2 separate regions of the Mus musculus genome follow, and region 2 is linked to region 1. A link is a contact called in public Hi-C data. All regions are on one chromosome and are shown on one strand. The core of a region is the stretch at or near the end of the contact, and the rest is flanking DNA. Distances in the headings are between cores, read along the strand shown.

Region 1 (6,146 bases), core at 2,582-5,081:
GATGTCTTGGGTTTCTGTTACTGTGATAAAACACCGTGACTAAAACTACTTAGGGAGCAAAGCGATTATTTCATCTTATACTTCCATCATTGAAGGAAGTCAGGGCAGGTACCTGGAGGAAGGAACTAATACAGAGGCCATGGAGAAATGTTGCTTATTGACTTGTTCCTCATGGCTTCCTCAGCCTTCTTCCTTATAGACCCTGGGGCCATTAACTCAGCACTACTGACAGTAAAATAGCCTTCCCATGTCAAACATTAATTATGAAAATGCACCAAACACTTCCTGGGGCAGTTTGATGGGTACATTGAGATTTTTCTAGTTTTTATAAGCTGAGATAAAACTAACTAGCAAACGTGACTGCATATTTGCTGTTTAAGGGTAAAATTGTATACAATCATTGAATTATCCACAGGGCACAAGAAACAAAATAATAATATTACTCAATAGCTATGCTAGACTTGCTTCTCTCTGCCACATTCTGAGTGCTTTGAGTATATGAGAGATGTACTGTGAGAGCCCCAGACCCCAGGATATCTGTCAGGCCATTACGGGTTTCAGGCATCAAAAGAAAGTTGAAGCTTCTCCTTCCTCATGGTAAACAGTCTGTTCAACTCGATTCTAGGTACATAAGAACTCCATACCCACACTTTGGCAGCTGCTATGGTGTGTGGGGATGGTGTGGGGTAGGGGTGGGGGCATCAGGGACCCGATATCTGAGCCAAGAGCTAGTGCTCTGGAAGCATAATTGTATATCTACCCCAGAATTTGTTCAAATGAAGAAATCCATACCCAAAGTACTAGCTATGCCAAGACCAGAGAAAGAAGGGTCACAGGAATTCAGCCAGCCAAGACTAGCCTGGAAAGCGGGGAGGGGAGAAGAGAGGGAAGGTAGGAAGGAGGGAACTAAATTTAGCTTATAAGCAACTGTGAACTGAAAATACTCAAGAAGGGCAGGGTGGAGCCTGTGGAGTGACTTTGCTCCCTGTGGCATCACAGCATATAAACCATCAACCCCCCGCCAGGGCAGCATCTCTTTATGGACTCACTTCTTCTTGCTGTCCTTTTTGGCGGACTTCTCCAAGGCTGCCCTCCTTCTCAGGTAGTCATTCTGAATCTCGTTGTACTTGGTCGTGTGCTCCTTAATGAGCTCCGTGGTTTTCTTGTGGTGTCTCTTCACCAGGTCTTTCATTTCTTTGTAGTGTTTCTTTTGAAGTTTCACGAACGATTTCTGTTGCTTGAGCTCTTCGATGGTTTGCGCCTCTACTTCTGCAACAGAGGAGCGTTAGGAGCTGAGTGACAGAGTGGCTGAGAGTCCAGGGGTAGGGACAGTGGCATCCTGTTCAGAGAGGAACAGCTTATTCCTTCCAAGAGTGGCTGAAGAGCACAGCCTAGATGTCAGAACTGTCAGTAAACTGCTCTGGCCACTAGCTAACGACTGTGCTAACAAAACATTGCAGAGAGCGAGTTCCTTCTTTGGGGCTTTAAGTTTGGTTTTCCCAGAAGGAGAGTCTAGAATGGGGATTTGTGTGCCTGTGGCTCCTTGTGAGCTGAGGAGAGGGAAAGTAGATCAGCAGTGGAAACAACCAAGCAAAAGCACGCACATCAATTTCAGTATGACTTCTGAACAATCCTACGAGAACCCAAGGTGTGCATGGCACACCGGGTCTGGTCTCCCCATGAAGGCCAGCTTCTTGTGAATTTGGGATGATCAAAAGAAGATTTCCCTTTATATAGAGGAAAATTCTGCAGAGAAGCAGAGTTAATAACCTAGCCTCACTATGCCCGGGAACAGAACATATCACATCAGAGGAAAATGGAGCAGGCCCCAACTTCATCCTTCTTAGGGATGATGGCATTTCTACTAAAGGCTGGTCTGATGGTTAAATAAAATAAAAATCATGGAAAGTGTTTTGTTGTTTTTGGTACCATGCCTTAGATCAGTGGTTCTCAACCTTCCTAATGATGTGGACCTTTAATTTTTCATGTTGTGGTAATCCCCAACCATAAATTGTTTTTTGCTGCTACTTCATAACTATAATTCTGCTACTGTCATGAATCATAATGTAAATATTTCTAGAAATGGAGGTTTGCTGGAGGAGTCATGACCCACGAGTTGACAGCCACTGCTAAAGCGACTTAGCAAATGATCACACAGGTTCAGCGTCATTCAGGGGATGCACTGACAAGGGACACACCGTAGGTTTCTCCCTACATATCAGGGGATATGACAGTCAGGTGTGCCAAGAAAGTGTCCTTTAATCTAACTTTCACAAAGGCTCCAGCAGGGCTAGGGCCACCTGTATGACTGTAGTGTTTTATCCAATGTTGAGGAAAAAAATGGTCAATGTGACAAAGTCTGATCTTAAATCACTACATAGGCACACTCCATCACTTCTATAATAAGCATTTGTAAAATGAGTTCTCACTTCTGAAGTCAAGATCCCACACTAGCTTCTCTATTGCTTTCTCTAGAATTACAAGAATGGGGTTTTGGGGAGCCTTTCAATGTATGGTGTCTCAACTTCAATGAATTATCATTTATTTGGACCCAGCTAAGTCAGAGTTCACATGTTTCCATTTCTTGATTTGAACTTTCTGTTTTAGGAACAACACCACAAAAGATACCATAAATATTTGGAACTGTCAAGAGGTTCAGAAATAATATATATCAGAAACCATAGCAAACCTGGATAGAAACGGGCTGTGCATAAACAGGGAAGCTGGAATGGTAATTTCTGTTGCTAAACACCAAGGCCTTTAAACAGTGCTTCCTTCTCTTACTGTGTGTCTGTCCTGACAACTACTTTTTCTTCTTATTGAAGGAAGAAGTTGTGGAGAGAACTAGATACATTTATTTAACAGTTTCCCTCAGGTTCAAACTGACTTCAGACAGTTGCGTAATAATGGCTGCATTAAGAATTTATAATCCTGAGAAACTTCTGCATTTTCTGGTAGCCGATTCCACCTCATGAGAACCTAGAACATGAGCCACAAACAGTCTAGAAACAGAACTCCCCGTGCTCCAACCCTCTAAGAAAAAGACAGTCTAACCTGTCTTTGAAAAAGCCTCCGGGTAAAAGACTATCCCTTGGGAATATCCCCAAATGTAAAAAGTAATGCTCATCTGCATAAAGACACATATCACTAATGGGTGAACTGTTCAGAGATAGCCACAGATAGGGTGCGGTGCAGACCCTGTGTGTATACACTTGCAGATTTTTAGATAACATTTCAGTATCTTGTTTTCTTCATCAGCATTGTATTGCTTCCCATGGAAGCCCTTTAAAAACGTGCTTTGTTGCCTTGTAAGTTCTTCATAATTTCTAGGAATGATTTATGTATTTTTGGTGAAATATAGCTGTGTGGATAAAGTTTACATATCCCCAATCTGCAGCCCTGCACATTCTTGCAAAGCTGACACGTTTCAGTCATGGTAAACACCAGGGAAAAGGCAGAGGACTGCCAGGAGCCGTGACATCTTCTGGAAACTGTCCCTGACTAGGTGTAATCCAAGGCCGGGTTTCTTCTCCCCTCTGTACACTTACTGTGCAATGTTCATGTGGCAAATTCCATGAGGAAAAATGGTTTATGCTCACCTGTTAACACGCTCTGGATCAGATCTTCTGTTTTGGCAGGTGCCTTCACAGACCCTGCAACCAAAAAGATCAAAGAGATGGCCTTCTTTATCTTCCAAATTTCTATCTCATTTTCCAAGCATGTTTGTGGATGGAGGTGCAGCCCCGGGGTAGAAGAGCACTTGGCCATCTGGGTTTCATCTCCAGGACTGGGGGGGTCCTGCCCCTGTGCCCCCAAATTCTAAGTCTCTTTAGAGAGATGGCTAAAAAGTTGTAGAAAGTTGTTTACAACATAATTACAGTAAAACCTCTTTAGTTTGTAACTTGGATTCAATGCTATGCTGATGAGTAACTACGGGCATTCTCCATAGATAGGGAGACATCCCTCTACTTGAACCAAAACAAGAAATTCAATCTCAGCAATACTACTGCCACCTTCTGGCAAGATCAGGAATGACATGATTAAAGAGTGAATGCTGACCAAAGACCAATCAACTTCATGATCACTGTGCCAAGTGTGAGGTGTAACAGGTATTACACACCCTCAAAATGCTTCTACACAGAGGAGTGGGAAGCAAAACTTTCAGAGGGAAGCCATTTTGACCTAGGGTTGGGACATGGCAACATTACCTGTCCCCACCAAGATGCATTAAGAAGGGCACAGCATCAAAACAGAAGCCCAGATTAATGACAAGAAAACATTGAGGCAGCTCAAAGGAAGCAAGGGACATTTTGAAAAATAATAAAATATCAGGGGTATGAGAAACAAGAGAGAGTTGGGAGCTGTTACAGAAGGAAGGTGATCGTGGAGACATGATGAGCAAGTGCTCTCACTGTGGGACCCTGGGTGCAAATCTAGGACAATCAATAGACCCTGGTGCAAGGCAGGCCAAGCTTACAGAAGACTAACTTGTTTTGAAAGCTTACTGTGTTCTTGCTGACTTTAGCGGGAAAGGAGAGTTTGCATCACAGAGTCTGTAATATTTTTAACTGTTTCCTGTAAGCCAAATTATTTTTTGAGTATCACTTAAAAATCAAGATGTTAAAATGGCAAATTCTCTTTTATTCCCAGAAGCAATAAGCTCAGTTCAGAAGCCCTGAAAGTGTTTGCATGTGGTAGATAATAATCATTTGGAAATGCCGTGTCCTGTTATGGTTCACTCTCTCCTATTATTGATTTCATAGGAGTAGAGGATCAGTGAATGCATGGTTGATACAAATGAAGAAGGATTTGTATTTATAAAACATATTCTCTGAAAAAGCAGCCTTGCCCATCAGTGAGAAGATCTGTATTTCACCAATTCCATGTTCCACTATGACAGAGAAGAAAACGGGCACAGAGTCACACTCTCATGTTTTATGTTATCCCCCTCCTGTTTTATTAACTGACTCAACTAGATGGCTCAAATGCATGCCACTTCTTGGAAGTGAGTGATTACAGAGGATGCATGAAGCTCAACTTGCTCTCAGGATGGCTTCTGTCTGTTAAGAGAAACACAAAAACACACACACACACACACACACACACACACACACACACCATTACTACCACCATCACCACACCACTCACACATACACATATATACACACCACACATTACACATACAAGCACACACACACACATATACACACACATACATACATACAAACACACATATATATCACACACACACCACCACCACAGCACTCACACATACATATATACATACATACAAACATAGACACATACATATCATACACACACATCATCATCACTACCACCACACCCCTCACACATGCACATACATATACACAAATGCCACCCCACATATATATGTGCATACACACACACATATATATATATATATACACACACATACATACACACACACATACATAACAGACATACACACCATCACCATCACAGTACTCATACACACATACACATACATATATACACATACAAACACACAGACACATACATATCATACACAGAGAGACAAACACTACCACATACACACACACACACACACACACACACACACACACACACACACACACACACCATACATACACTCAATTAAGGAGAGTGAGTTGAAATGCTAACATGAGAGGCATTGAAATGATTTGGGTGAAGAACGGAAGCTAAAAGCAAGCACTTTAGTAGTACCATACGCCCTCTGACCTGGCTTCCCTTCTCTGGCATTGTGTCCTTCAGGAAGTGCTTCATCATCTCCCAAATGAAACTATAGAATGCACCCTGCTGAGGACTGGGATGATGAGATGACCTAACTCAAATGCACACTCTAGCAGACAGCCTAGCATAAGAGGACATTTAAGGTTACTGGAAAATCAGGTGGTGGCAGAGCCTTGAAGTGGAAGCAAGAAAGTGCTTCTAAGGCATACTGGTAAGTTGTTTGTAGAACTCTTCACAAACTCAAACTCTATTAGTGGATGGATCATAATTCACCCCCAAATAACAACCAATGACACAGGTGGGTTTTAGGTTCTCAGCAGAGCCAGGTGAGTATCTGTGAGGCTTGGTAACAGTCAACCATGTGTCCATCCTGCCACCTGCCCACCCATATC
Region 2 (6,146 bases), core at 2,674-5,173, 78 kb before region 1:
AATGTTCAACATCCTTAATCATCAGGGAAATGCAAATCAAAACAACCCTGAGATTCCACCTCACACCAGTGAGAATGGCTAAGATCAAAAATTCAGGTGACAGCAGATGCTGGCGAGGATGTGGAGAAAGAGGAACACTCCTCCATTGTTGGTGGGATTGCAGGCTTGTACAACCACTCTGGAAATCAGTCTGGCGGTTCCTCAGAAAATTGGACATAGTACTACCGGAGGATCCAGCAATACCTCTCCTGGGCATATATCCAGAAGAAGCCCCAACTGGTAAGAAGGACACATGCTCCACTATGTTCATAGCAGCCTTATTTATAATAGCCAGAAACTGGAAAGAACCCAGATGCCCCTCAACAGAGGAATGGATACAGAAAATGTGGTACATCTACACAATGGAGTACTACTCAGCTATTAAAAAGAATGAATTTATGAAATTCCTAGCCAAATGGATGGACCTGGAGAGCATCATCCTGAGTGAGGTAACACAATCACAAAGGAACTCACACAATATGTACTCACTGATAAGTGGATACTAGCCCAAAACCTAGGATACCCACGATATAAGATACAATTTCCTAAACACATGAAACTCAAGAAAAATGAAGACTGAAGTGTGGACACTATGCCCCTCCTTAGAAGTGGGAACAAAACACCCATGGAAGGAGTTACAGAAACAAAGTATGGAGCTGAGATGAAAGGATGGACCATGTAGAGACTGCCATATCCAGGGATCCACCCCATAATCAGCTTCCATATGCTGACACCATTGCATACACTAGCAAGATTTTACTGAAAGGACCCAGATGTAGCTGTCTCTTGTGAGACTATGCCGGGGCCTAGCAAACACAGAAGTGGATGCTCACAGTCAGCTAATGGATGGATCACAGGGCTCCCAATGGAGGAGCTAGAGAAAGTACCCAAGGAGCTAAAGGGAACTTCAACCCTATAGGTGGAACAACATTATGAACTAACCAGTACCCCTGAGCTCTTGACTCTAGCTGCATATGTATCAAAAGATGGCCTAGTCGGCCATCACTGGAAAGAGAGGCCCATTGGACACGCAGACTTTGTGTGCCCCGGTACAGGGGAACGCCAGGGCCAAAGGGGGGGAGTGGGTGGGTAGGGGAGTGGGGGTGGGTGGGTAAGGGGGACTTTTGGTATAGCATTGGAAATGTAAATGAGCTAAATACCTAATAAAAAAAAATGAAAAAAAAAAAAAAAAAAAACAAATAAAACAAAACAAAAGAAAACAAAACCAAGCTGTTGCAAAGAAGGCCATTTTGGAGCCTTGTACAGCCTGCTATAATAGGAAGGAGGGGCTAGGCTATATACACCAACAAGAAGCCCTAAGACCAGATTTTTCTATATCACCAACTCATGAAAAACTGTACATTTCTGACTTTATGCCATTGTTTGAAATGCTATTTGTTATTTAGCTACAACAACTAACAGATGCAGCATCTCCACAGATCACGAGTGTTGTCTGACAAGTCAACATGTCCATTTAATCAGCACCCACATACCAAGAAAGGAAACATCATATCAACAGTGTAATATTGTAATTTGGCCACATTTTGTTGTGTGCCACTGTGGCTTATACATTCTTATTGGTAGACTATATTCAGTTGTATGAACCAGTCACATTTTATCTCAGCCTGGAACAGGTGATAGCCATTGTGCTAGTCCTAGTTTGGGGCTATTGTAACTACTGCAACTCCAAAAGCTCTAGAATGGCTTTGAAGAGTATATGTGCACATTTCAAAGTGAAAATTGTGTAAAGGTTATATATAATATCTATCAGTATACTTTACTATACACTATCATACTTTAGTACAGTACTTCTAATGTTATAGGATGCCATTTGATTCAACTGAAGCAACACACACACACACACACACACACATACATACACACACACACACACACACACACACACACCTTAAAACTCAATATCCCAAACTATATAATGTTATAGAAAGACATGTACATGTGATATAGAAAACCTATGTGAACTTAAAAAGTATAAAAATTGTACAAACAAGATTCAAATTCCTGGTAACCTTGGAAGGTTGAAAGTGGAAAAAGACAGAAAGGAGAAGAAAGGGAGAGGAGAGGAGAGGAGAGGAGAGGAGAGGAGAGGAGAGGAGAGGAGAGGAGAGGAGAGGAGAGGAGAGGAGAGGAGAGGAGGAGAGGAGAGGAGTGGAGAGGAGAAGGGAAGGGAGGGGAGGGGAGGGGAGGGGAGGAGAGGAGAGGAGAGGAGAGGAGAAGGGAGGGGAGGGGAGGGGAGGGGAGGGGAGGAGAGAGGAGAGATTTGTGTTGTAAATTTTTACAGGAAAATAATATATTAGAAATATACTAATAGGATCTTTCATGAGACATCAAGAAGGGAAAGTTGTAAACAAAGAATGTTTTCCAATTCTTAAAATGTAGCATAGGGCTACCTACTACATGCAGTTCAGAGTTAGAACTGGGTGTGGTGGGGCAGGCCTATCACCTGACCTCAGGAGGTAAGGGTGGAGAATGAGAGAGGAGGAAGGAAGGTCACTCTCAATTCCATTGAGAAGTTGAAGTCAGTCTGAGCTACATGTGGGCAGGAGACTGCCACCAAAACAAAACCAAAGAAGCAGAAAAATAGAACTAGTGAATTTTGAAAAGTCACTAGTCCATGTGGCAGATTCTACACTTGCCAGGAATGTGATGCATTGCATTATTTTGCTGGGACCTTGGACATGGAGGTGGTGGTCGTTTGGGGTAGGGTCTATGGCAGCTAAGTCAACTTGACCTTGGAGACTTCCACCTCCAGCTGGTGTCAAGGGAGAACAAAAAATTAGGATGGAAATGCTGGCCTCTTTTTCTTATTTCTACCTCCTTACCAACAACATTGTTCAAAATACAGTCTCAACCCCATTTCTCTGGTAAGGCATCTTAGAACAGGGGTCGGGGGTGAGTGGGAGAGAACCTGTCAACATCTTAACTCCATTTTGTGATATTTGAGCCACTTCTCCATCCATATGCTCACAAACATTAAAGGGAGATTCCTGTATCAATTCTCCATTAGGTCACATCCCTTTTCCTTCAGGTGTTTTTCGCTACCTCCAACAAACTCTAAATGCACTGAGCACACATCATTTCAAATTTTCCCTATCCCTGTTATGTTATTTAAACTTTTCCTACATATCAATTAGTTGGAAATAATAAGTCTTTAGGCTATCCATTAATTGCTGCGCTGTAGACATGATCTGTATTTAAAATTATGCGAGGAAAATTAAGGTGAAGCACGAAGGAGGCTTGTCTAATGGAGAAGGCTTCCTAGCCCTTCAGAGCAGCAAAATGGGAGATACTGGGGCTGAGGTGGGGCTCCCCTCCTGGTTTCCTCTCATCTACTAGTGTGAGATCTGAAAACAGCCTGCCCCAGCTGTAGGCTCCTCTTCTTGCCTTTCAGTTTTTCATTTTGAATACTTACTGTATTTGGTCATGCTGCAGCAGAAGAAAATGATTGTCTGCCAAAGGCTCTTTTCTAGTGGAAATTTATTATAAATAGTTTAAAGGCAACGAGGCTTCATCATGAATTTCCCTCTTCTCCTCCCTCTCCCAAACACAACACATTTCTGGTCTGGAATCTTTCTGTAATCTTGGTTAAGTCTTGGGGAGGCTGGAAGGGGCTGAGCCATGGTAGAGCAGGGAGAGAAAAGAGATGTTACCAAGAGCCACCTCACCCACCAGTACTTTTATTTCAGTAAATGCTGCAGCTTTACTGGAAGATTCCTCGAGGGGAAAAAGTCAGGGAGCCCCTGCAGCTGGCACAGGGCCACTGGAGCTGTGACCATTTTATAAGAGTCTTTGCCTTTCTAATCACCAAGACTCCTGCTGTGCTGAGAAAAGTCCCACCCACTAGATCTATCTGATCTGGTCCCGCACCAGTGAGTGCCAGTGAGGATTGCAGAATGAGGATTAGAAAACCTGGGAAGTGAAAGGGAGAATGGGAAGAGTGTTTGGAAGAGGACCTTTTCCACAACTCACCCTGTCCTGGAAAGTTCAAGTTCAAACGTGTTGATTTTGCATTTGCATGCTCATCCGTTCGTTCGTTCTTGTTTTCTTTTTCTCTCAGGCTTCTTGTTTTGGCCTCCCCATGATTAATCATTTTGACTGTGGATCCTGAAAAGCCTGGCATAGTGGAGTCATTTTTGCCCTCTAGTGGGGAAATAATGTATTGAACTATTTCTCATGCTTTGTACTCCTGGCCAATACATGTTTAGATTCAGTCAGAGAAACAGGCTTTATCTTTCCTCTTCCCTACACTGTTTTTGAAAATCCTTAATAGGCATATGTTTTCATAGTTTCTCAAGTTGGAGTTGCTCTTTGGGTCCTTCCTATCCCGTCTTATTGGAAACGAGGTCTCACTATGTTGGCCAGGCTGATCTTAAACTCTGGATTTGAGAGATCTTTCCTGGTTCAGCATCTCTAGCCTTAGAGTCCTGAGCTACTTCCTGGGGGAGATGTTATCAAGTGTCTACTCACCTCACACAGGACATTGACACACTAGAGGAATGATTCTACCAAAGTCCTGCTTGGTGAGCCAATGAGTTCATGGAGGTTACTCTTTAGGACTGTGCGCAAAGGCCTTTTTTTTTTTTTTTTTTTTTTTTTTTTTTTTTTTTTTACAAGAATGTGCACAGCTCACCTGCTGCACATCACTGAAAACCCCGCACCAGCACGGGTGTCAAGGAAGTGCACTATGGACTAGTCCTTTCAAAACAGTTCATCTACTGTGTACTTTAGCTCTCACCTAAGACCACACAGCTGGTGACAGCAGGAGTTAACAGGTAGAGTTGCAGGCAAGGGTCTTATGGGAGACCTCTACAGCTTTCTCTGCTAGAGAGTATCAACAACTCCACTACCATTACTACAGACATAGCCACCCTGCATTGTTTGGCTTACTTTGTTGCCCTGGCGAGGCTGTACATTCTATACTTCTACTCAATTATGGCTCTTGGTCATATCGGGCAGGGGGAAACCACTCACTAAATAGTGTTTAACCCAGGTTATGACATGTAGACCCACTTATTCTAACTGTAACAAATTAGTGTTGAATGGACTGTTGGATCCCCATCATTGCCTGAATGAAATGTGTGTGTGTGTGTGTATGTGTGTATGTGTGTGTGTGTGTGTGTGTGTGTGTGTGTGTATGTGGTATGTGTGTTTGTTATGTTTGTTTTGTGTGTGTATATGTGTGGTATGTGTGTTTGGTGTATGTGTTTGGTATATGTGTGGTGTATATGGTGTGGTGTGTGTGTGGTGTGGTATAGTATGAGTTCTTGAGAAGTTTTCAAATACATGTTTTTCCTATTATCCTTAGAGGGACTTATTACTGGAGTATTTACATTCAAAATGTAGGTGACCTCCCTGGCTCTCAGCATCCCATCGGTTCTAGGAACTATTATCTTGTAGACTGACACAGTGAAACTTCTGACCACCAGACGATGGAAGTGATAAAAGCTCACTTCTATCATTCCTGGGCTCCCCAGGGCTGGATGGATGCGATTTTCTGTTTACTGTGTTTCTGATACCATTACAGTAGGTAGCCCTGGGGAGGCAGGAATGACTGTTATTATAGTAGAACAGGAACAGTGTGTAGAGAGAAATGAAATCAGAGCTCACACGGTGCTTGCAGATGTCTGATGATTACTGGAACTTTCATGCCTTTGGATGTGAAAGTGCTACTTCTCTCACCCAACTCATCTATCCTAGAAGGGGCACACTGGGGTGCCTGCTCACACATTTCTTATGTGACTAACCCTCTACTGATGACAAGGAAGTGGTAAGAACATATTTCCCAGGACTGCAAACTTAGCCGGAGAACACCAGCATATGGCCAGTTCTGTACTACTTCCTGGGATGGGGTCCTCAAGTCAGACCCAGAGAGATAATGTCACTGAGCATGGCCAGTGTTAGACTCACACTGCATACAGTTAACTGGCTTTCCTTAGCACTGTCTTGGAGGATTGCTTTATTATTGATAAAGAGGAGCTCTTTGTAATAATGAGAATTTCTTTTTTAATTAATTAATTTATTACTCCTATTTTTGAGATAATGTCTCAAGCAGTTCAAGCTGGCTTCAAATCTCTATATAGCTGAGG

Evidence for each region. A called contact is a pair of places that touch in the nucleus more often than the background predicts.
Region 2: a contact with region 1 is called in a Hi-C map of the N1E-115 cell line, with 8 times the contacts expected there. The contact joins two enhancer-like sites. A contact is called at or near these places in 9 of 484 Hi-C or Micro-C datasets (the N1E-115 cell line, cerebral cortex, embryonic fibroblasts and 5 more).

What each region holds. Positions count from the first base shown.
Region 1 is chr2:135,359,891-135,366,036 of GRCm38.p6, reverse strand. It overlaps Plcb1 (phospholipase C, beta 1), which reads right to left. Exons shown (of 32, transcript NM_001145830.1): 25 at 3,600-3,653; 26 at 1,050-1,269. Among named protein-coding and RNA genes, the nearest start is that of 4930545L23Rik, 150 kb to the right of the region's middle. Within about 2 kb of position 3,831, at least 2 of the 459 cell types and tissues checked have an H3K27ac peak or open chromatin away from gene starts, as enhancers often do. A contact at or near this core is called in the N1E-115 cell line, where this site is marked.
Region 2 is chr2:135,437,703-135,443,848 of GRCm38.p6, reverse strand. The region is part of intron 31 of Plcb1 (phospholipase C, beta 1); the gene reads right to left. Among named protein-coding and RNA genes, the nearest start is that of Gm31993, 100 kb to the left of the region's middle. Within about 2 kb of position 3,923, at least 73 of the 459 cell types and tissues checked have an H3K27ac peak or open chromatin away from gene starts, as enhancers often do. A contact at or near this core is called in the N1E-115 cell line, where this site is marked.